Regions from separate parts of the Ctenopharyngodon idella genome. Here region 1 is linked to region 2. A link is a contact called in public Hi-C data. All regions are on one chromosome and are shown on one strand. Each heading gives the region's core, a stretch centred on a gene start, on an enhancer-like site or on the middle of the called end of the contact. The rest is flanking DNA. Distances are from core to core; before and after follow the strand shown. Region 1 holds the start of mrpl18 (mitochondrial ribosomal protein L18). Region 2 holds the start of gria2b (glutamate receptor, ionotropic, AMPA 2b).

Region 1 (5,465 bases), core at 789-3,288, 140 kb after region 2:
ACGCGGCGCCAGTTCCGTTTTTTCCGTAAGTTGAATAGGGAAGGTGTAGGACATTTAGCGTAAGCTTTTTGAAGAATACGGAATCGCGTTCTGGTGGAAGCTCTTGTGATACGATCATTTGTGCCTATAAAGCATATACATTTTTATTTTTATTTTTTTTATAAAATGACCGACCGTTTCGCTAGATAAGACCCTTATTCCTCGTCTGGTATCGTTTAAAGCCCTTTGAAGCTGCACTGAAACTGTAATTTTGACCTTCAAACGTTTGGAGGCCATTGAAGTCCACTATAAGAAGAAAAATCCTGGAATGTTTTCATCAAAAACCTTAATTTGTTTTCGACTGAAGAAAGAAGGACATGGACATCTTGGATGACATGGGGGTGAGTAAATTATCAGGAATTTTTTATTTGAAAGTGGACTAATCCTTTAAAGTAAATCGATTAAATATGACAGTAAAGCCTTTTCCGTTATTACAAAACATTTTTAGTTCAAATAAATGCTTTCTTATAATCATATTAGAATGATTTGTGAAGGATCACGTGACACTGCAGACTGCTGAATGTGTTTAAACTGTAATAATAGTTCACAATAGATTGTTTTTACTATTTTGATAAATGAAGCCGTATATATAATGTGTCGTGTTGCTTTCAATTTTGCTCAAAAAGCACATGAAAGAAAGTTTTCTTTTGTATTCAATAATCTTTCCTTTCCTGCACCAACCTTGACATTTTTGTAACTAATGAGTCCATTGATTTTCAGTTTTAGTTCTGTCAATATGAAGCAGTGGAGCAGGTAGCAGACAAGGTTTGTGCTTGTGTGAATGAGTAGCCTTCTGGATATGGATACATATACACACATCACGTCCAAGTTATTGACCTGGAATGCAGGAATGTTTCATTCTATTCTTTTATTTCCACTTGAGGCTCTCAACATTATTGCAATAGTGTGAGTTCTATCTTATTTTGCTTCGAATACAGTAGTAAAGTGATTTGTCTTTGGTCCTTTCGGTTGTATATTCCTGTAGGTTGAATTTAAATGGGACAGAGGTAGGCTATATTCTTTCAATAACAATCTCTATTGGAGTATGAAAAGGGAATGCATTTTAATTAAACATTTTTTTTTCAAAGGTGGGGGGGTTAATTTAAAATGAGAGTGTAATGTCATAATTTGCACACCTGCGAATACCCCTCTCCAAAAAGGTTTCTAATGGTCTCAAGGAAAATATGGGTAAAGTGCTCAACATTAGTAGCTCTTGCTGAGAGCAAGAATTTGGGTTACAGGAGCATTCTTGTTCAATTGGCAAGAGAGCCATTTATTTTATCTAGGGGCACAGCCTCTTTACAGCATGCTAAAAGTGCAGCACAAACAAATTGGCCAAATTAAAATGGCAAGCCATGCAGAAAATCCCTTAATGTCCAGGGGTGAGCCCACCACTGCCTGAAAATGTAGGAGTGGGCTATAAGAAGCTCTGGAGATTGAGAGCGAAAAAATACTGTTTCAATTGAACTATGAGACATGCTTTAAATCAAACAGGTGTAAGAGTATGTTGATTCACACGGTTCATCACAAATTTATTAATAATCAAAATGAATGAATATAGGAATATTTTATTATTTATTAAATGAGCAGACGTGTGAATATTAGCCTACTAACCCTCGACTTGACATGACATTGACAAAAGACATGACACTTATTTAACATGTATATTTAACATAAGCACAGCCAACCAGTGCTTCAAAACAAGAATACCATGACATTACCATAATACATGACCAAAAAACCATGATAGCACGGTAGACGTCGGATGAAGGTTTCTTTTCCAGGATGAAGGGTACTAGTGCCATCTCGTGGACAGTATGATAATATCGGAATATCTAACATTTTAAATAAATTGTGGTTTAGGACACTAAAGAACGATTCATTATAATACATTAACTTTCCTTCTTATATAAAATAATTAAAAACAATGTTTTCGTCATTATTTTCATTCATTTAAAGATTTCTAAGCGGAACCCAAGTGAAGCCCAACGTTTTCCCCGGAAACGCGGAACATTTTTCGTGTGACATCAAAATGGCTGCGCACTAGAAAGTGGTCAAATTCTTTTAATAAAAAACGAAGGGTCATGCTATATCCGTTTGAACAGAAACAACTATAATTTGTCACCAGAATTGAAGGTGGGTTTTTTTTTTTTTCAGCTGTCAAATGGCTTTGTTCAGTGATGTCTGCCGTAGTGTTCGCACTCTGTTAGGTCAATGTCAGAGATCTGCGGCTGCAGCGGCGTGGATTCATTGTCAATCATGTAAGTAACTATATAACTAGACACTTCAAATAATAATTTTACTCTCTTTTTTTGTGTAAACTATATTATACAACCGACAGAATGGCAGTAAATTTGGAGATGCACAATCTGCTCTCAAAAAGGAGTTGTGTGTGTGTGTGTGTGTGTGTGTGTGTGTGTGTTTCTCAGAACACCCCATTTTGGATCAAAAGTTTGACCTTCTGTATCACATATTTGATTGACTTAGAAATAGAAGGGGGGAAAGCAATATCAAATGGCTGGATCCTCTCAAGGGATCAGTAGTTTTTTTTTTTTTTTTTTTTTTTTTTTTTTTTTAAATAATAATAATAACGTTTATTATGGGTCTCTTTCCACCAGCTCGGAAATACAGTCAGGCGGCACCTGAGCCAGAACCAGTGGTTAGTGATAATGAAGCCATCAATAAAACATTTGTTAACCGAAACCCAAGAAACCTGGAACAGATGGCCCTTGCAGTGAAGGATCGAGGCTGGGCTACAGTGTGGCCCTCTAGACAGTATTATCACAGGTTTGTAAGCATAGTAAAGTAGTTTAAAGGAATAGAAAAACATTTACAATAAAGTTTTGCTGAGCACAGCCCTACTAACAGCATCCTAATAGCACCTTCCTGTACATGTTTATTGAACTTATGCCTTTCCTTCCTCAGGCTGGTGTTCAGGCGCACACAGCATCACATCACAGCTGAGGTGTTCTCAAGTGACTCAATAGTTCCTGTGCTGTCTTGCTCCACGAAGGAGTGGGCATTAAAGCGCGAGCTGTGCTCCACACGGTCTGTAGCGGCTTGCCGTGCCGTAGGTGAGGTGCTTGCTCAGCGGTGTCGTGAAGCAGGCATCACACGGGTTGTTTATCGAGAGATACCGTGGAAGTTTCGCTCGGAGGCCGTGAGTCACTGAATGCATTTCAGCTTTTTAGAGTCTTCAGATATTATATAGATTGATGGCCAAGTATTGATGTAAGTGCATAGACTAATTCATGCCATTTCTTCCACTGCAGAATCAGACTTTCTGGACGGCCATGAAGGAGGGTGGTGTTGTGCTTAGTGAACCAAGGCGAAAATTCATTTAAATAGCAGGATTTTTTTTTTCTATTGTTGGTATTATTACTACTATCCTGAATAGTGACTTTGTCTGTAAATATAAATATTCTCATCTTTCAAACTGTGTATTTATTGAGTCGATTACAGAAAGGTGCTCAAACCAAAAGATGCAACTAGACTGTTGGGATATGAATCGATAAATTAGTTTTCAGTTTGACTCAAAAGTGAAATTGTGAAAAATTGTATCATTTTAAGAACCTTATAAATACATTTTAAAGTTTTTTTTTCAAAGCGAGGCGAGAGAAAGAATGACAAACTGTTTGGTAGTGTCATTTGTGTACACTACTATGCAAAATTTGACGTCAGCAAGATTTTCTTATAAAGAAACACTTTTTTTTTTTAGTTAGCAAGAATTAAACTGATCTAAATTGAAGCCACTTATAATAAGACAAATTCATCTACACTTTTTTATTCATCATAAAATCATGATTTCCTCAAAAATATTAATCAGCACAACTGTTTTCAACATTGATGTTTCTTGAGCAGCAAATCTTCATATTAGAATGATTTCTGAAGGATCATGTGACATTGAAGACTGGAGTAATGATGCTGAAAATTCAGCTTTGCATCACAGGAATAAATTACATTTTAAAATAGGAAAGGGTTATTTTAAATTACAGCCTTAGTGAGTGTAATACTTCTTTCAAGAACATTACATATTTAAAAAAAAAAAAAAAAGTGTGGTACTATAAATCCGCATTCCAATTGACCAACACAAACAGTTATTTATTTGTCATCATTCAAGATTAATGCAGTTCTGTCTACATTTTAATCAATCCATAAACCCTAGATTCTTGCCTGGATACAATGCATGTTCTGTTCATCTTGTTCAAAAAAATATTGCTGTTTACAACTTAGTTCTATAGTTCGAATCATAATTTCCAGCAATATCTATAAAGCACTAGTTTATATGTTCTTTTACAATAGCAATATGAAGAATAGAAATATCTTAAAACCTGAAACACTCAAAGTGATGCAAAAACAATGAGATGGTCCATTAGATATTTCTCAAGCTCCCATTATAAATTCATTTTAATTTTTAAAGCACAGACAACCTTGTATATCAAATTAAAAAGATACACGTTTAAATCATAAATAGAAAAAAAAAAAAAAGCAACAGCAACTTTGATATTTAACGCCGTCTGATACCAACAATGGAACTCTGAGTTACATTAGAATAAAATAAATCACCATTTTTGAAGTTGATAAGGCATGGCACATTGTACATTAGGTGAGGAAAATCAGCACTTTGAAGGCTGTGAGCCATCATCTATAACTAATACATCATTTAAGACATTCTCGTGGAAAATAACTGCAAAACCAGTGGTATCTCGATACTATGAACATTCCACAACAACTTTGGTTTCACAACATTGGCACTTTGTGCAGTGACTATACACATTTTAACAATTGTTTTACAGCAGATTGTATATATACTTTATACATACAGGACTCGTGCTTCACAAAGACAGGCTTACATACAGTACAAACAGCATGCATACAGTTATGAGACATCATGCAAAGACACAAATCAACCACCCCTATAGCTAAAGACACATGTATTAAATAGGAGTTAGTTGTGTTAGTTTTAACTGCATGAATATTAAAACCAACAAACGTAGTTATTTTGGTCCACCTCTATAAACTAAAGGCACTGAACCATCATGCAAAATGACAAACAGATTAAATAAGTGTGGCACTTTTTTTTTTTTTTTTTTAGGAAAATACTCAGGTTTCCTCTCAGGTTGTTTCCTGCATACTGTACAGGTTAAAAACAAATATCAGACAACATCTGTTTATTGAAAAAGACGTGGAAAATAGCTCCAAGTTTTAAAAACACACCTGCCTGACACATGATTATAGCATGAATAGCAACATCTGTCTAATAACTACACTACTGTTCAATGGCTTGGGGTCAGTAAGATTTTTATAATGTTTCTGAATGAAGTCTCTCACAAAGCCTCCAATTATTTGATAAAAAAAAATACAATAAAAACAGTAATATTGAGTATTATTATGATCTATAGTAATGCTTAAAATAACATTTTTAC
Region 2 (5,510 bases), core at 2,419-4,918:
TGCCTTGGCGCCTTCCATATTCAAATTACGGAAGAAACGGAACTGCCGTCACTTCCATAAGTTGAATAGGGAAGGTGTAGGATGTACAGCGTAAGCTTTTTGAAGAATACGGAAGGCGGTCTGGCGGAAGCTAGATATTTTACTTCATAACTTGTTAAATATGGAATTTTGTTTTCAACACAAATGCATCAATTCACTTCAGAAGGCCATTATTAACCCTCTGGAGCCACGTGGAATATGTTTATGATGGATGGATGTGGACAGAGACACTTTCTTCAACTCATACTCGTTTGGTAGCGCATTACTGCCATTATAAAGCTTGGATGCGTCAGGATATTTATTAATATTTCTCTGATTGTCTTCGTCAGAAACAAGAAAGTCATATACACCTAGGATGGCTTGAGGGTGAGTAAAGCTTGGGGTAATTTTCAATTGAAAGTGAAATTAATTAAAAAGTAACTGTAGTCTGATTACAAGTATTTTAAAACGTAATATAATCTAATTACAAGTACTTAATTTTTGAATCTGATTACATAATCTAGATTGCATGTAATCATTTGCTACCCAGCACTGTGTACAATATAATGAGATGAAGATACAGTTTTCTTCCCATTAAACTTCAAGAAATGTCAAGTGGCAGAGGACTTTTTAAATGTGTTTATCTACAACTGATCTGTGTCATATTTTGTGTAATGTCAGCAAACACGCTCCAGATATATCTTCCAGATAGATGGAAGGCCTAAGGAAAGCTGACCAGCACAGATCTGCTTACTTGACTCAAATATATGCATATAAATATGAATCATAAATCCACTAAATTAGATTTTGAAGCCCTGTGCAAACATAAAGCTTTTATGTTTAAAAGCTAGGGTGTTTTATCATTCAGTCTAGTTCATTCCCATTTTGAATTTTTTAGTTTGTTCAGTGAAGTGAGCAAGCAATCATGTTCAAATCAGAACCTGCCATATATATAACATTATCGTTACAGCTAACTCTTAACCTACCTTTAATTTTAACACCCTTTACCGTAAAGCAACAGAAAATATGTTACTCCAACACTTTCTGAGAACATATTTCTCAGTGGTCAATTTGAATCGATTTGAAGTTGGGATGTGACAAACAACAGTATTTACATGATAGTACGAGTGCCATCAATGCCTTTCAGGTTATATTGTGAGTGGGTTGATTCACATCTGAGGATAAAAGCTAATAATACACAGCATCTTGCCAAAAGCTATATGGCTTCAAAGAAGAAGAGTCTCATTAACTGCATCTCATACCAAGGTGGCATATCTTGCAGTTTGTCTCATTACAACAGCCATTTAACACTAAGCCATTCGCAGTATCTGTTCTAGAGTTGTCATACTTAGTAACAAGAACATTCTGACTCATGCCTAACCAACAACACAGAACAAATGTCAGGTTTAGAGAGTAAATGTTTTCCAACCAACAAGACCCATGAAGTCTTCCATATACCAGAGACCAAAAACCTGTGCTGCATTACGGATCATAACATCGACTGTGTTCTTCACATGCTTCATTTTAAGTAAAGCACACCATGACTGCTCTACATACACATAGAAAGCAAGTCTAAATGATATATATAGTGTGGTCCAGATTAAATACGACTGATGAACACATTCTCCCCAGCTGCTTTTTTAAGGACACACTAAACTCTATGGGAAAGATGGAAAACGATAAAGCAGTGCCTGTAAATGCATAGTGCCATCTAGAGGGTTTTTATGTTCGAGAAATAAAAGGAACGACGCCTGAAAGACCTATTGTTAACCGACAACAGTCATCTTGGGAAAGAAATTGAGTGCTAAACTATGTTTTTCAATAAATATGCACTGCAAATGAAGTAAAACATTTGTAACCGTCATAGAATAGAATGCTCTCATAAGGTTGTTATGAGAAAATTCAGCAAATGATTTAGATATGTTTGTCTTTTTGAGAAAAATAATTGTTCTATAAATGTTCTAACTGAACCTCTTGAAGAGACTTTCTTCAACAAGAATCATTTTTGAAGTATTGCTTAGCAACAGCCCACTGAATACTTAATGAAATCCTTGAATATAAGTGATCCACTTAATAAAGGCTTCATTTATTCATCATCTCATAAAGTTCTGTCCTGATTAAATCTAACGCAGGTTTCTCATGCATCTTCTTTTTACAATTTTGACCATTTCTAGCTCAACAGGCTACTTAAGTTAAAACAGCAAATATGTGAATGCAGATCAACCGTATAGCCTATATTCTGACAGACCACAAAATAAAAATAAAATAAAATATTGTGCCATAGTTTCAAATGTCTGGATATTTAACGATATACATTTTGTCTGCATTATGAACCTCCTGTGTTAAGCGGGTATTTAATTCCGATAAATGGATACTCCCCCAAATGAATATTCATTGAATAACACAATCTGATTAACAATAAATGTTAAAGAGCTTTGGAACATATCTTGGGCAAAATGCGTACAAAATGTAATAAATGAATCACTTTTGCATTTCATAATATCTCATGCAGTTTATAACAAATATGTGATTGGGGTAGTCAATATTGACCAAATTTGCATCTCCATTCATCCCTACTTTTGCAAAACAACTACAGGTTATTAGAAAAATGCCATTGGTGTTTTAGCATCCCTTAAAAGCCTACTATCCCATTGAAGCCAAACATAGAGAAAGGTGTGTACGAGTAGTTAAATCTATATTTTGGTCAAAAATGACCAAAAAAAAAAAAAAGAGGCCATAGGTGAAAAGCCATAATCCGTTTCAAAATTGTGAAACTGTCCAAATCCGAATCGAATTCGACATGAATAAATAATATCCTATATCTTTTTCTAAATAATTATTTTTAGATATAAAAAAAATATTCTTAATAACGTCAAAAGCTTGATTCTAATAACAAAAACTATAGTATTTATGACGCTTTCTTTACCGAAGACAATAGAATGGTTAAGATGCTTTTGATTATGAGAGCTCGTGCTCATCTCCGTTACTGTGGAAACCAACTTCACATCCTGCTATAGGCTACACAAATTCCTACCAGTAGCTACACTGAAACTTCAGCATACAAACTATTCATTTAAATTGACAAAATGTATAAAAACGAACAGCTGTGAAAACTATACAATCGCATTTATCTGTATAAAAAATAAAAAGACATAACTTACAGCAGTTAGTTACAGCGAAACTGTTAGCTACTTCCAGATTGTCGATGTGAGGCGTCAGTCTAAATTCAGCAGTTCCGAACTGAACCATTCCGATCCGAAACGCGCTGTATTCCTGATCAGCTCCCCTCGGAAACAAGCCCCCTGCACGACACACACCAAAATATGTTTAAAAAAAATCATACAGTTCACATGAATTAAAAACGTTAATTTAACAAAAATGAAGCCCATATTAAACGTACCAATTTGAACACTTGGAGACCCTCCAGTTGACAACCCACATAAAAGGGAAATGAGACAAATCGATAAATTCTTAAACTGTTGCATCTCCACGACAGTGTGTTTACCCACTGTATGAAGGAAGTATTTGTCGTTTACACAGTGTTTAATCAAATCCGTAACATATTGAGGCGTTGCTGGCGAATGAGAGCGGCTGCTGTCTGCAGGTGGTTCCTCTATCGCTGACTCCTGCCTCAGTCCCGTTTCTGGAGGAATAATGCAGATTTATCTCTCTCTCTCTCTCTCTCTCTCCCGCTCTCTCTCTCCCTCCTCCCTCTATTCGCGCGCCTTCCTATGAGTTCATACCTTCACTAACATACAGGAACACTGCATATACACGGTAGGCTAACTGGCGACGAATGATAACGAAGAAGACACGTATTAACTAGGGACAATGATAAATGGATCTAAAACACACGTGCCAAATTCTTAATTTTTGTGTTTATGTTGCTTTCATACATTTTTGAAAAACCTTTAAACCAATTATAAACAATTTGAATTAGAATAAATAGGTGGTTTAACCATCATAGCGAATAAAAATACTAAAGTACCGTCCTTGCACCTTGAATACAGGTTTGAATAGGCTACTTGAACACATTTTCGAAAAAGTTTTCAAACATATTTTTCAAGGATATTACTGAGTCATGAAGTATGTGCTTTTTCCAAATAAGGTTAAAAAAAAAAAAAAAAATCTTGCCACACAAACAGGAGGGTCTAAATGGGTCTTACCTGTTTTGTTTTAATGTAGTCTCATGACAACAAAATGGCTTCCCTCATGTTTGTTACACCACACTGACTTTGATTTGGCTGACAAAAGTTTTTCAAATATTAATAACATGTTTAAACAAAATTGCTTCACTACTACTCAAAGAAATAATAATAAAAGAGTGTGCCAAACTACATTTCCAGCATTTTATTACTTATTTATTTTTTATTTTTTTACAAACTCTGGACAGTTAAACCGCGTAGTCTTTTTTGTATTATTATTTTAAGCCCAACAAAAATATATGTAAAAGAGAGAAAGAAAGTTTAATATCAGTTGAAAATGGACTTTCATGTATCCAAGATTAAAATTATAAAGGGGCTTCTTTGTATGATAGATATTCTGGTCCATTTCTCCTTTTAAAGTGTGATGACTCACTCAATGAGAACAGGCGATCGTAAATGAATGAATATTTTATAGTCATACAAAAAGCACTAAATGAAACGAGTTTTACCATTCATATAAGGCTAAATATAGAGAATAATCTCCATGTTATTACTGCAGTGTATGTAAGGAGGGCTGTAGCTAGGCATTCTGGGCCTCTTGCTTTTTCAAAATAAAATTAATAATTGTTGTGAGCCCCATAAAATTAAAAATTGGATCTGTGCGCCCTTGAGTCATTCCCAACATTCACCCCACTCTCTACCATGTACTAGAATACTGGACTTTATACTGGCCAAATCTCTAATGTATAGAAGTTGCATTGCATTCAGGACCATGGACAGGTCCCTCTCGCCTCCACAAAACAAATGACATGAAAAGTGACCTGATTTGATGAGCTGAACATATAGCCACTTCTTTATTCCTCTGGATATCCATGTCTATATTGAAACAAAGTAATTAAAATTTCATAAACATTTTGCATTGCACAGCTTTGAAGAACCTCCTGTGAGACCAGTCATTTTTCACACTATTTGTGCACCCATATGTATATGTATGTGTGTGGATCAGTTTGCATGACATTTAATACAACTAATAACCCTATAGTTTGTACCTCTGTCCCACAACACTTCAAGCCATAGTTTTGCAGTGTACATCACAGCACACTAAACCCCAGTCTCTGATGAAATCTGCTTTCATTGCTGAATATATAATGGCAATGAATCTCCTAATACTGCTCACAGATATCTGATTGAATTTTGGAAACTGTTCGGTTTTCTCCCCCTCCTTTTAGTGCAGACCACAAGCAACACCTTAATCATCCTCTTACAGCTCCCCAACCACTGTCCCAGTTTCATTCCCCTCGGCCCATGCTCCATACTGCATGAGTTGCTATAACAAGATCCTAGGCT

The links. A called contact is a pair of places that touch in the nucleus more often than the background predicts.
Region 1: a Hi-C map of muscle shows a contact between it and region 2, with 2.4 times the contacts expected there. The contact joins the promoter of mrpl18 here to the promoter of gria2b in region 2. A contact is called at or near these places in 2 of 2 Hi-C or Micro-C datasets (both in muscle).

What each region holds. Positions count from the first base shown.
Region 1 is chr14:7,584,510-7,589,974 of HZGC01, forward strand. It overlaps mrpl18 (mitochondrial ribosomal protein L18), which reads left to right and starts at 2,039. Exons shown (of 4, transcript XM_051860203.1): 1 at 2,039-2,300; 2 at 2,658-2,826; 3 at 2,965-3,199; 4 at 3,312-3,475. The coding sequence starts at 2,204. The coding sequence ends at 3,383. It overlaps si:ch211-203d1.3 (protein phosphatase Slingshot homolog 3), which reads right to left. Exons shown (of 16, transcript XM_051860192.1): 16 at 4,114-5,465.
Region 2 is chr14:7,446,713-7,452,222 of HZGC01, forward strand. gria2b (glutamate receptor, ionotropic, AMPA 2b) reads right to left here and starts at 3,669. Exons shown (of 16, transcript XM_051860478.1): 1 at 3,419-3,669; 2 at 3,180-3,320. The coding sequence starts at 3,503.